2 separate regions of the Sus scrofa genome follow, and region 1 is linked to region 2. The links are chromatin contacts, called in public HiChIP or PLAC-seq maps. All regions are on one chromosome and are shown on one strand. The core of a region is the stretch at or near the end of the contact, and the rest is flanking DNA. Distances in the headings are between cores, read along the strand shown.

The links. HiChIP or PLAC-seq counts read pairs in DNA pulled down with a chosen protein or histone mark.
Region 1: an H3K27ac HiChIP or PLAC-seq map of alveolar macrophages shows a contact between it and region 2, with 3 times the contacts expected there. The contact joins the promoter of PLIN2 here to the enhancer-like site in region 2. A contact is called at or near these places in 1 of 5 promoter capture datasets (liver), 18 of 47 Hi-C or Micro-C datasets (adipocytes, alveolar macrophages, embryonic fibroblasts and 11 more) and 2 of 2 datasets of contacts at active chromatin or transcription factors (alveolar macrophages and skeletal muscle).

Annotation. Positions count from the first base shown.
Region 1 is chr1:203,678,606-203,685,309 of Sscrofa11.1, forward strand. PLIN2 (perilipin 2) reads left to right here and starts at 5,442. Exons shown (of 8, transcript NM_214200.2): 1 at 5,442-5,494.
Region 2 is chr1:203,642,925-203,649,539 of Sscrofa11.1, forward strand. No RefSeq gene overlaps it. Among named protein-coding and RNA genes, the nearest start is that of PLIN2, 38 kb to the right of the region's middle. Within about 2 kb of position 3,092, at least 13 of the 83 cell types and tissues checked have an H3K27ac peak or open chromatin away from gene starts, as enhancers often do. A contact at or near this core is called in alveolar macrophages and embryonic fibroblasts, where this site is marked.

The DNA.
Region 1 (6,704 bases), core at 4,192-6,691, 38 kb after region 2:
TTTCTGATGTGGAACAATGAGATTGGCAGCATCTCTGCAGCATGAGGACACAGGTTTAATTTTAGCTAGGAACAGTGGGTTAAAGATCCAGTGTTGCCAAAGCTGTGGTATAGGTCACAACTTCAGCCTGGATCTGGTCTCTGGCCCAGGAACTCCATATGCCAAGGGACAGAGTGACAAAAACAAAACAAAACAAAACAAAAACAAACTTTTTTTAAAAAAAATAGAATTATAGTAATTCCTGCTGTGGTGCAGAGGTAATGAATCCGACTAGTATCCATGAGGATGCAGGTTCGATCCCTGGCCTTGCTCAGTGGATTGAGGATCCAGCTTGCAGCTGTAGCTCCGATTCAACCCCTAACCTGGGAACTTCCACGTGCTTCTGGTGCAGCCCTAAAAAGCAAATAAAATAAAATAAAATAAAATAAAATAAAATAAAATAAAATAAAATAAAATAAAAGTAGAAGTATAGCATACATGTAAAAATATAGGTATACAGTTTAATGAATATTCACAAAAGGGCAGATACTTGTAACCAGCAACCAGAACAAGAAAAAAAAAAAAAAATTACCAGCACACAAAAGGCCCCTTGTGACCTTATCCAGTTGAAACTGACAGCATTCACAACTTGAATGTAGCCAGAACCCAGATTGGGACTTGAACCCACAGTTTTTAAATTAGAATCACTCACCAGGTGTCTAGGCTTACTGAGGTTCAAGTTCTTTGTGCCTCAGCACAGAAAGAATTCAGTGAGAGACAAAGTGACAGGCAAGAAATAGATTTATTAAGATAGGAAGCTTATAAGGGATGCAAGTAGACAGGCAAGGAGGCTCTACCCTGAGGACTAGGTGGGCTACAGTAAGGATAGGAAAAGACCTCTTGGTATTCAGTAAGAGAGTATTTGACCCTATAAGGTCAAGCTAGGGCTGTCATGGTGCTTATTCAAATCAGCAGAAGGGTGGTCCTTAAACTCCTGCCCTGGGTCTAAACCGGAGTACAGGCCTCACTCCAACCCCCACACAATGACCTGAGGCATAACTCGTGCCTCCACAAGTTGAGCAAGTCTGCCTGGTTCTGAGGACTTTCTTGAGCAATAATTAACCTACAGTGATCTCCCTAGGTTCCCTAGATTTCCATCTCTATCTATCTATCTATCTATCTATCTATCTATCTATCGGACATCTACAACTACTCTGTGACTATCTTACTCCACCCCTATCATAGTCACTAGTCCTCCTCAGCCCCCAAAGCAACTACCAGTCTTACGTCTAACTACAGAGTTCAGTTTGCTTGTTTTGTACCATATTATATAGACAGTTTCTTTCACTTACATGGCATGTAGATATAGGTCTTGAAACTGAGCCAGAGCCTGTGGAGCTTCTGGGCACAAAAGCCTTTTTGTGCCCACCCCCCTCCCCCCATTTCTTGTCTGTGGGTAAGAAGCCTCACTCAGCTGATTCTCTCCCAAAGGAGGTCACTCACAATCTTTAGGTCATTAGCCTGCTGTGGCCTCCTTTGCCTGGCAAAGCAATAAAGTTATTTTTTTTCTTCCTTCACCCAAAATTCTGTCTCTGCATTTCTATTCGGCACCAGTGGACAGAGGCTGAGTTCTGGCAACAGTCTGTTTATTCTCTCTCATTGTTGGATAATATCCTCAGCCTTTTATTTTGAAATATTTAAATCCCCCAAAAGGTTGAAAAACTAGTACATATAATGAATACCCATATACCCTTTACTTAGAACATGAAGGACTATTATTATTTCCTTTTATAAGTTAAGAAACTAAGGCAAAAGACAATTAGGTAACTAGCTCAGGTTATGTCCCTGGGATCTAGTCTCACCTAGCTTGCTTCATAGTTGGTCATGACTGGGCAAATCGGGTAACTTCTCTGAGACTGATTCTTATTATTTAGATGGGAGTAATAATTTCCATCCTTTGAGTTTCCAAAATGGTGTGAGTTTCCAGATTATTGTGGCGCTCAAATAAGAAGGAACATGGGAAAGTGCTAGGTAAGAGAAAAGTGGTGTAACTAAAAAAGGTATTGCGAAGGCGTTCCTTTTGTGGCATAGCAGAAACGAACCCAATTAGTGTCCATGAGGATGAGGGTTTGATCCCTGGCCTTGCTCAGTGGGTCAAGGATCTGGCATTACCCGGAGCTGTGGTGTAAGTCGCAGACTCCGCTTGGATCCCATATTGCTGTGGCTGTGGTGTAGGCCAGCAGCTACAGCTCTGATTAGACCCCTAGCCTGGGAACTTCCACATACCTCAGGTGCAGCCCTAAAAAAGATTTAAAAAAAAAAAAAAAAAAAGTATTGTTAAAAATGTAGGCTCCTGGGCTTCACCCCCTGCAGTTTCTGGTTCAGTAAGTATGAAATAGGAGGCAGCATGTTTAACAAACACCTTAGGTGATTCTGACGCAGGAGTCCCAAGACCACCTATGAAAAACCACTTCCATACACAAAGGTTCTCAGACTTTAGACACTAAGGGTTCCCTGGTGGCTCAGTGGGTTAAAGATCTGGTATTGTCAACTGCTGTCATTCAGGTGTGATCCTTGGCCCTGGGAACTCCCACATGCCTCAGGCTTGGCCAAAAACAAAACAAAACAAAAACTTTAGAGACTATCAGAACCACCTGGATGACTTGGGTGCTATTCTTACCCTTAGCTCCATGTTCTCCCAGACTTCCTGAAGATGAAAGAGTAGGAGGTACAGAATTTGGTGTACCTTATCCTTTGGATGCTTGGAGAGTCTGGCCTCTAAGAGTCTCTGGAGCCCTCTCCTAATAAGAAGAAACCTTGATTATTCTTAAAGAGGGCAAGTGACTCACAGGGTTAAAACAGACAGAAAGTTGGAGGCATTTGTAGGTGAAAGGGCAAGAATCCTCTGTTGTAAAATAAGAGAAGTCAGATTCGTGAGAGGTAAAAAAACAATCCACAGTCAACATTCAAAATCCAGTATATGCCTGCCATTTTACCTCAGGGTGGAGATAGAATAACAGCAGGCACACTAAACATCTGCTGAGAGTACCAACAAAGACTGAACGGCAAAAAGAAGAGAAAAAGTTAATAATATGATTGCTTAAAGCATTGAAGATGTCAAAATAGAAAAAAAGAAAAGAAAAATGTGGACTTCCTAACAGCTATTTTATGGTAATACTTATATTTTGTTTTGAATTACCTAGTTTGTGTGGGGGAGGTGGGGGAGATACCATAATAGTTTTTTCCCTTGCTGGGGACCTCTAGACATCTTCAGTCATGTAGAAGGGATAATTTTTTTTTGCGGGGGGGGGGGGTCGCACCATGGCAAATGGAAGTTCCCAGACTAGAGGTCAAATCAGAGCTGCAGCTGCCGGTCTATACCACAGTCACAGCAACAGCCAGATCTGAGCTATGTCTGCAACCTATACCAGAGCTGGCAGCAACACCCAATCCCTAACCTCCTGAGTGGGGTCAGGGATGGAACACAAGTCCTTATGGATACTAATCAGGTTCATTACTCCAGAGCCACAACAGGAACTTCGAAGGAATACATTTTTAATAGATCAGTTTGGCTCTTTAAATATGAGAAACTATCACTGTGCAAGCAGCATTAGTTAAAAAAAGTAATTCATGTGAATGCCTTTAGGGTTTCCCACAGTTCAAACCCCATAGCTTGACAAACAAAACTCCCTGCCAGGCTCCGACACCATCACACCTACACGAGTCCCCCCCCCATCCTGGAGACTGAGGACCTGATGCCAGCAATCCCTGAATCTCCCATTTGTCCTCTATCCTTTACCTTCCCCAGGAGAGAACTGGGGAGGCTGAGGCCCCGGGGCAATGTCATCAGATCCCCAGCCATTCACCGTGGCAAGGTCCACACAAACCCTCTTCTGCTTGGGGTGGTTGCGTAACTTGTTTGCTCATACAAGTTTGTTCAAGTCCTTGCCTTTTACACAAGAAAAAACTGGGGCTCATAGGATGATGACTTTGTTTCTTATTTTTGGCCATGCCAGTGGCATGTGAAAGATCCCTGGCCAGGTATGAAACCCACACCGCAGCTGTGACCAAGCCACAGCAGGAGGACTACAGGGGACCCGTAACTTCCTGAGCCACCAGAGAAATTTTTTTTTTTTTTTTTTTTTTTTTTTTTGGACACGTATGGAGTTCCCTGGCCAGGGATCAGATCCAAGCCGCAGCTGCGGCAACATCCTTCCCACCCCGTCCTTAACACACTGTATCAGGCTAGGAATCCAACCAATGTCTCAGCGCTGGCAAGTCGCTGCAGAGCCTGTTGGGCCCACAGCAGGAACTCCCACTAGGGAACTTTTTTTTTTTTTGGCCTTTTGCCATTTCTAGGGCCACTTCTGCGGCATATGGAGGTTCCCAGGCTAGGGGTCGAATTGGAGCTGTAGCCGCCGGGCCTAAGCCAGAGCCACAGCAACACGGTCTGAGCAGCGTCTGCGACCTACACCACAGCTCACCGCAACGCGGGATCCTTAACCCACTGAGCAAAGCCAGATCGAACCCGCAAACTCCTGATGATTTGTTTATTTAAAAAGAAAACGCATAACCCACAACTTTTTAAAAAAGAGGTCATCCTGCATAGTAAACATAGGCAGCAATCACCCCAGGGTGATTTTAGTCTTGATGAGGAAACAAAAGAGACTGAGGGTAGTCTCACAACTTTTGGAAATTCCGATTCAACTTTAAATTAGGCAGATGTTTGAGGAACTGATTTTATTTATTTATTTATTTATTTTTTGTCTTTTTTTTTGTTGTTGTTGTTGTTGCTATTTCTTGGGCCGCTCCCGCGGCATATGGAGGTTCCCAGGCTAGGGGTTGAATCGGAGCTGTAGCCACCGGCCTACGCCAGAGCCACAGCAACGCGGGATCCGAGCCGTGTCTGCGACCTACACCACAGCTCACGGCAACGCCGGATCGTTAACCCACTGAGCAAGGGGCAGGGACCGAACCCGCAACCTCATGGTTCCTAGTCGGATTCGTTAACCACTGCACCACGACGGGAACTCCAGGAACTGATTTTAAAGTCTAAAGAGCAGCAAAACCGCAATCTCTACAGATCCTTCCTGGGTTGGAATTTCACAAAACTGTAGGACTTATTTCCTTGCTATAAGTAACAGTCTAGACGCCACCGTTACCATTTTTAAAGACAGTTCTACTCCGAGGACTGATAGAAATCAACAGTTTAGTTACAGGCTGTCCCCAACACTCCTCCACCGCCTTTTGCAAAGCAACTACGCCTGCGTAGGCGCTGGCGCATTTTTGCCGGGCGCTGGGCCCCTCAGCTCTCCTGACTTAGGCAGGGCCCCCGCCAACGCAGGACAGACCCCGCCCCCGCCAAAGGCGCGCAGCTGCCTCTAAGGTCTCGGATTTCAAGAGGCCTCGGGTCACGTGGTGCGGGGCGGGTTATAAAGCCAGGCGCTGTAGGGCCCAGCTCTGTTGACTGCCGCGCTGATTTCCCGGGCTCTCGACTCTAATTTGCTGCTGGTCGGTGGGTGTGCGCCTCTTTCTGTGGTTTCTCCTGGCTGCTCGGCGCCGGCGGGCTTCAGGCTGGTCTCTCGCGGCCTCACGGCGGTTTCCGGCCCCGGCTGGGAAGGGGCGGTCTCCTGGGCTTGCGCTTTCCACCCTCGCTTTTGATGGTTGAGGCTTCTTTTCTGGCCGCTGCTATAGTGCGGTTGTAGCTTCTTGGCTTGGTTGCGGGTTAACAGTTTCCATTTGTTCCGAAAGGACATTATTAAAAGGAAACGCGGGAGAAAATCGTCTTAAGCCAGAATTTTCTGGGGGTACGCAGTGACATGCCGGCCTATTGATACTGGCCTTCAGCGTGGTTCTTGTTTCATGTAAAACACACTCTTGGCGGCAGTGTGAACTTACTGGCCTGGAAGTGATGGACAGAGGGTGTTCGGGTTCCTTCCTTCCCAGTTCTGCTGCTCAGCTGTAGGGCTGTTTGGTGTGGCTGTGGGTCGTTGGGGACAATAAGTTGACATTTAAAAGCGTCCTGAAAATTTTTTCTGTTCTTCGGAGCACTCCGTTTCTCCTGTGCTTAATGTCCTTTGAACTAGTTTCAGCCCTTTGACAAAGAATAAATTCCCCTCAAAGTGCTTCTTCTTGATCGTCTTGACTATCCAAGACGTCTTCTACTTGAAAGGCAGCTTTAGTTTTAACATGGATTTTTTTTTTTTTTTTTGGGGTCTTTTTCTAGGGCCGCACCCGCGGCACAGGGAGGTTCCCAGGCTAGGGGTCTAATTGGAGCTACAGCCGCCAGCCTGCGCCCGAGCTACAGCAACTCCGGATCCGAGCAGTGTCTGCAACCTACACCACAGCTCATGGCAAGGCCGGATCCTAACCCACTGAGCGAGGCTAGGGATTGAACCCGCAACCTCATCGTTCCTAGTCGGATTCGTTAACCACTGAGCCACGATGGGAACTCCTTAACATGGATTTTTACTTGGTTAGCATTTTTGCCCACAGATAGTTCTCTTCCAAAGGCATCTCAAATGTCCTGGTGGGGAAAATATTGAATTGTACACTTTAAGTGGGTGAATTATACACGTGAGCTCCGAAGCATCTGGGAATGTATTTACCCAGGGGAGAGTTCTGAGAGTCAGAGGGTGGGAAGAAGTGCCAGCTACCCTTAACTTCATCTCTGTTCTCCTTCCTTTGCTTGAAACTAGCTTTTGCTTTGGTTGGGGGTGGAATTT
Region 2 (6,615 bases), core at 1,842-4,341:
TTAGAAGTGATGGACCAGAATGCTTAAGAATCACCCACATAGCTTGTTCAAAATGCAAATCACCCCCTCTCCACATTCTGATTAAGTACATTTGGTGCAGAGATGGGGTGGGGTATCTGGGAACTTGCATTTGTTTCACCTAAAGTGATTCTAATGCAAATTGATCTGGGGGGACATTAGGATATCATTTGTTCTTTGTGTGTGTTTGTTTTTGGTTTTGGCCTCCAGGGATCAAACTCAAGCCAAAGCAGCGACAACTCCATATATTTAACCTGCTGCACCACCAGAGAACTCCCAGGATGTTACTTGTTTAATGAATGTACTGGAGAAAATGATAGACTGGAAAAGAAAGACATTTGCAACGTCCACCACTAACAGAAGATTTCACAGTCAGAAGAGCAGTTTTCAAAGTGTAGTTTCTGAACCTGTGTGACATCTGAGAATTTCCAGGAGCTTTGCAAGATCAAAAATGTTTTTATACCAATACAAAGCTTTTATTTGCCTTTTTTGTATGTTGACTTTTACACTCATTGTCCAAAATCAATGTTGGGTAAAATTGATGGCCTGGGTAACTTAGTGAATAGTGGTGTATTTACTGAGATTAAAAAAACATAGGAAGAATAGCCTAAGGGAAGGGAAGACTTTGATGTTGGACCTGCTGATTTGCTTTTTCTTTTTTTTTTTGGCTGCCCTGTAGCATGAAGAGTTCCTATCCCAGCTGCCATGCGAACTATGCCACAGCTGTAACTATGCCTTAACCCACTGCACTGGGCTGGGGATAGAACCTGCATCCTAGTGTTGTAGAGATGCCCACCCACACTATTGTGCCATGGCAGGGACTCTGGATGTGTTGAATTTGAGGTGCCTATTGGACATGCAGATGGCATTGGTCTGAGGCATTTATGGATCAGAAGCTTGGCAGAGTTCTGAACGAGACGTGTATTCAATGGATAATAATTACGTTTCTTTTTTACATACAGCCTGAATCTCCTGACTAGGTTAAATTTCCCTGATTTTTTCTTTTTGTTAAAATACACAGACAAGGACACACTTAACCATCTGTGTAAACTTGGGCAAGTTAAAAAGCCTCTCTTAAAGGTCTTTAGAAAACAAAAAACAAACAAACAAAAAAACCCCTCTTGGAGTTCTAGTCATGGCTCAGCGGTTAACGAACCCCAGTATCCATAGGGACACAGGTTTGATCCCTGGCCTTGATGGGTGGGTTAAGTACCCAGCATTGCTGTGGCTGTGGCTGTGGCTGTGGTGTAGGCCCATTTGACCCCTAGCCTGGAAACCTCCATATGCTGTGGGTGTGGCCCTAAAAAGACCAAAAAAAAAAAAAAAAAAGACTTTCTTAAAAGTCTAAAAAATCTGTGGTTGCTGAGGAGGAGGGGATGGGATGGACTGGGAGTTTGGGGTTAGTAGATGCAAACTATTATGTTTAGAATGAATATGCAATGAAGTCCTGCTGAATAGCACAGGGAATTATATTCAGTCTCTTGGGATAGAACATAATGGAGGATAATATGAGAAAAATAATGCATGTATGTGTATGACTGGATCACTTTGCTATACAGCAGAAATTGATAGAACATTGTAAATCAACTATACTGTAATAAAAAATTTAAAAAATAAAATTAGATTTTTTTCTTTTTTTTTTTTTTTTTTTTTGGTCTTTTGAGGGCCACACTTGCAGCACATGGAGGTTCCCAGGCTAGGGGTCTAAATGGAGCTGTAGCTGCCAGCCTATGCCAGAGCCACAGCAATGCCAGATCCGAGCCACATCTACGACCTACACCACAGCTCACAGCAACCCCAGATCCTTAACCCACTGAGAGAGGCCAGGGATCGAACCTGCAACCTCATGGTTCCTAGCCACAACGGGAACTCCTACAAAAAATCTTTTAAAAAGCCTCTCTGTTTCTCAATTTTCTTATCTATAAATTAGGATAAAGAATTTGTATTAAAGGGAGCTCCCGTTGTGGCTCAGTGGAAACGAATCCGACTAGGAACCATGAGGTTTTGGGTTTGATCCCTGGCCTTGCTCTTGGATTAAGGATCTGGCGTTGCTTTGAGCTGTGGTGTAGGTTGCAAATGCAGCTCGGATCTAGCGTTGCTGTGGCTGTGGTGTAGGCCGGCAGCTGTAGCCTTCAATGAGACCCCTAGCCTGGGAACCTCCATATGATACCGGTGTGGTCCTAAAAAGACGGAAAAAAAAAAAAAAGAATTTGTATTATAGGATTTCTGTGAGGATTAGAGAACGTCTTCTTTTTTTTCTTTCTTTTTTTTTGTCTTTTTGTCATTTCTTGGGCTGCTCCTGTGGCATATGGAGGTTTCCAGGCTAGGGGTCAAATCAGAGCTACAGCTGCCAGCCTACATCACAGCCACAGCAACACAGGATCCGAGCTACATCTGCAACCTACACCACAGCTCACAGCAACACCAGATCCTTAACCCACTGATTGAGGCCAGGGATCGAACCCTCAACCTCATGGTTCCCAGCCAGATTCCTTCCCACTGCACCAGGAGGGGAACTCCTCGCCAGCTATGTAGCTTTGGGCAAATTATTTCTCTCAGGAAGTAAATTTCCTCATTGATAAAATGAAGAGCTGGAATTCTGGCCTAAGATTTCTTCCAATTCTAATATTTTTTTCCCTTTATCATTCAGTGCACCACATAGAACGAATTAATTTTTTATTCAATCTTCCCGCTCTGTTCACAGGGGAAAAAAATAAGATTGTCTTTCCATAAGTCTAGGGGTAAACTTTCTTTTTTCATTGTGCTTATGAAACTGACAGCACTAATGGCCTGAACCTAGCCAGAACACAGATAGGGACTTGAACCCACATGCTGGGACTCGAACACAGCCTGAAGCCAGATTGGGACTTAAACCCATGGTTTTAAATTAGAATCACTCACCCTGTGTCTGGACTCACTGAGGTTCAGGTTCTTCATGTCTCTGCGGAGAAGGAATTCAGTGAGAGACAAAGTGATAGGCAAGAAGTAAATTTTTTAAGAGGATGCTTGTGAGATGTGCAAGCGGGTAGCCACGGAAGCTCTGCCTGGAGCATCCGGGTGGGGGAGGGGCCACAGATTTATTCTCCAAGGGGTGTGGGGGTTGGAAAAGCCTGCCTCGTCTTTTCTGGGAGCATAGCTCTTCCTTGGTGTCCGGTAAGATGTGTATTCAAATCAGCCGAAAGTGAGTCCTCAAACTCCTGCCCTTGGTCTGACTCTGAATGCAGGCCTCCTTCCATCCCCCCACCCAAAGACCTGAGGCAATTCTCATCCTCCACTAGTCAGGCAAGCCTGCCTTGTGCTGATGGCTTTCTTGCGCTGTTATTAACTTACAGTGATCTCCCAATGTCCCCTAAGTTTCCCTCTTTATCTATGGTCCTTTATCAGGACTCCTACAACTACTTGTGCCTACTCCCTTCCTAGCACTTATGTTTCTTCAAGGGATTTTTCCTTGAAAATAAAATACTGAAAATACTGACTTCTTTTTCCTATTTGGCCATTAGATGTCACTCAACATCCAGGAAGTGTAAGAAACCAGCTGTTCATCATAAAGCCACTGCTTGGTCCTCCAGGTCCTGGCCCTTCTCACTGTCTGCAGCGGTTTGCTTAGTCATTTATTGGAATTTGTGCATCAGTGTTTTGCCATATGTGGCCCGAAATCCCCTCAGCCATCTAGAAAATGCATTCTGCAAATTCCCTAATGTTGCCAATTACATCAACATACAGTTGTTGAACATCTGGTTTATGATCAAAGCACTCCATGGCAGAATTCCCACTCATCCTTCAAGGGCTTGCTGGAATGCCAACTCTTCTGTGGAGACTTATCTGGCTCTCTTCCTAACCCAGGGGACTGTAGAAAAATCTTTGTCACAATACTTTTGTATTGTGTTTATTTACAAACATCTCCCCAAATTCTAGAAAAGGTTATGAATCTCCTATTTAATAAAAGATATGCAGAGTTCCCATAGTGGTGCAGTGGTTAGCGAATCCGACTAGGAACCATGAGGTTGTGGGTTCGATCCCTGGCCTCACCCAGTGGGTTAAGGATCTGGCATTGCCATGGGCTGTGGTGTAGATCGAAGATGTGGCTCAGATCCCGTGTTGCAGTGGTTCTGGCGTGGACTGGCCACTACAGCTCCGATTTGACCCCTAGTCTGGGAACCTCCATACGCCCCAGGTGCAGCCCAAGAAAAGACCAAAAAAAAAAAAAGGTATGTATACTGGGAGTTCCTTTTGTAGCTCAGAGGGTTAAGAACCTGACTAGTATTCATGAGGATTCGGGTTTGATCCCTGGCCTTGCTCAGCAGGTTAAGGAAGCAGAGTTGCCTTGAGATGTGCCATAGGTCACAGATGCATCTTGGATTCGGAGTTGCTGTGGCTGTGGCTTGGGCCGGCAACTGAAGCTCCGGTGTAGCCCCTAGCCTGGGAACTTTCATATGCCACACATTTGTCCCGAAAAAAAAAAAAAAAAGATATGCACACTAAAACTATCAAGAAAACCCACGAAATTGTAGGAAATTGGCAGATATCCACAAATTTGATAACATATTTGGTTTAGGGTAATAGGCATCCTCATACATTCTTAGTGGAAGTATACACTAGTTTATACTTTCTGGAAGGCAATTTGGCACTCTATCAAAATTTTAAACAGAAATTCTTCTAGACATTTTCCCTAAAAATATAGGGTACTCAAACACATGAACAAATATCTGTGTAAGGAGATGTTCACCGCACAGTTGTTTGTGGTAGCTAAAGACTAGGACTGACCTAAATGTCTGTCAATAGGCGCTGGTTAAATTATACATCCTACAGTGAATTACCATGCAGTTGTTAAAAGGAGTATGTTTATAGGTACTGATAAAAATTATCTGTAAAATATGAGAAAATTGCTAGATGCAGAAAAGTGAAGCAAGTTGTAACAGTTACCATTTATTGAGCAGTTTATTTATTTATTTATTTATTTTTGTCTTTTCCAGGGCCGCACTCGTGGCACATGGAGGTTCCCGGGCTAGGAGTCTGATCAGAGCTACAGCCGCCAGCCTACGCCAGAGCCACAGCAACTCGGGACCGGAGCCATGTCTGCGGCCTACACAACAGCTCAGGGCAATGCCGGATCCTTAACCCACTAAGCGAGGCCAAGGATCAAACCCGCAACCTCATGGTTCCTAGTCAGATTCGTTTCTGCTGCACCACGACAGGAACTCCTATTGAGCCATTTAAAATGGAGTTTCTCATTTAATCTTCTAAAGACCCCAGAGATAGGCACTCACTCACACATTATAGATGAGAAAACAGGCAGAGAGAAATTAAATCTGTTGTTCAACTTCTAGCTACCGCTTGGAAGAACTAAGATTTAAATCCTGGTAGTCTGAATTTCAGAGCCCTTGCTCTTAATCACTATATCACATTCATGTGCAGGGAATAGATATATATATATAAGTGTCCTAGATACTTTTTAAAGGCAGGGTAATTATCTACATCACATGGATTCTTGACAGCCAGGCAACTGTGGCTGTATCTTGCAGGAGAACTGAGGGCCAATGGATCAAGGTAGAAGGGAGAGTTTTTTCCACATTCTACACAAGTCGTTCTCAGCCTTGGTTGCATATTAGAATCACCTGGAGAACTTTTAAAACTTCTGTTACCTGGGCCCAGTTTCGGTCAATTAAGTGAGAAACTCTGGGAGAAGGGCACAGGCACTGGCATTGTTTTCAAAGCTTCCCATGTGATTCTAACATGAAGCTGGCATTAAGAACCACTTACTAGGGCACTCCCTGTGGCATAGCAGCTTAAGGATCAGGCATTTTCATTACTGTGGCTCTGGTCACTGGTGTGGGACCAGAGCCACAGTAGTTCAGCGGGTTCAGTCTCTGGTCTGGGAACTTCCACATACTGCAGGTGTGGCCAAAAAGCAAGCAAACAAAAAACCCTACTACTTTCTAAAACTCTTGAACTATTTGACTTTTTTTATTTTTATTTTTAAATTTTTGTCTTTTTAAGGCCACGCCCACAGCATTTGGAGGTTCCCAGGCTAGGGGTCTAATTGGAGCCTCAGCCACCAGCCTACGCCAGAGCCACAGCAACACCAGATCCGAGCCACATGTGCGACCTATACCAAAGCTCACAGCAATGCCGGATGCCTAATCTACTGAGCAAGGCCAGGGATCCAACCCACAACCTCATGGTTTCTAGTTGGATTCGTTAACCACTGAGCCATAAAAGGAACTCCTTTTTTTTTTTTTTTTTTTTTTTTTTTTTTTTTTTTTTTTTTTAATAGCACGTGTTACTTTAAAAAAAATCTCATAGAGAGCATTGTGTCTTATGACACAGATCTCCGGAGAACTTATTTCCTGGTTGATACATATCACATCTGCACAAAAACATCTTTGTGATCTCATAATACTCAACTCTGAGCAGTTAGCAGTTTACACATAAAATACTTTCAGAAATGATTTAAGTTCATTAGTAACGATTCTGTTCTCTATTTTCTTGACATATAACTGCTAAAGATGGGCTTTCCAGAAAACTCCAGTGAAAGATTTACTAGGGACAAAAGTAGGATACATCCCTGATACCTAGGAGAAGAAAAGTTCATGCCAG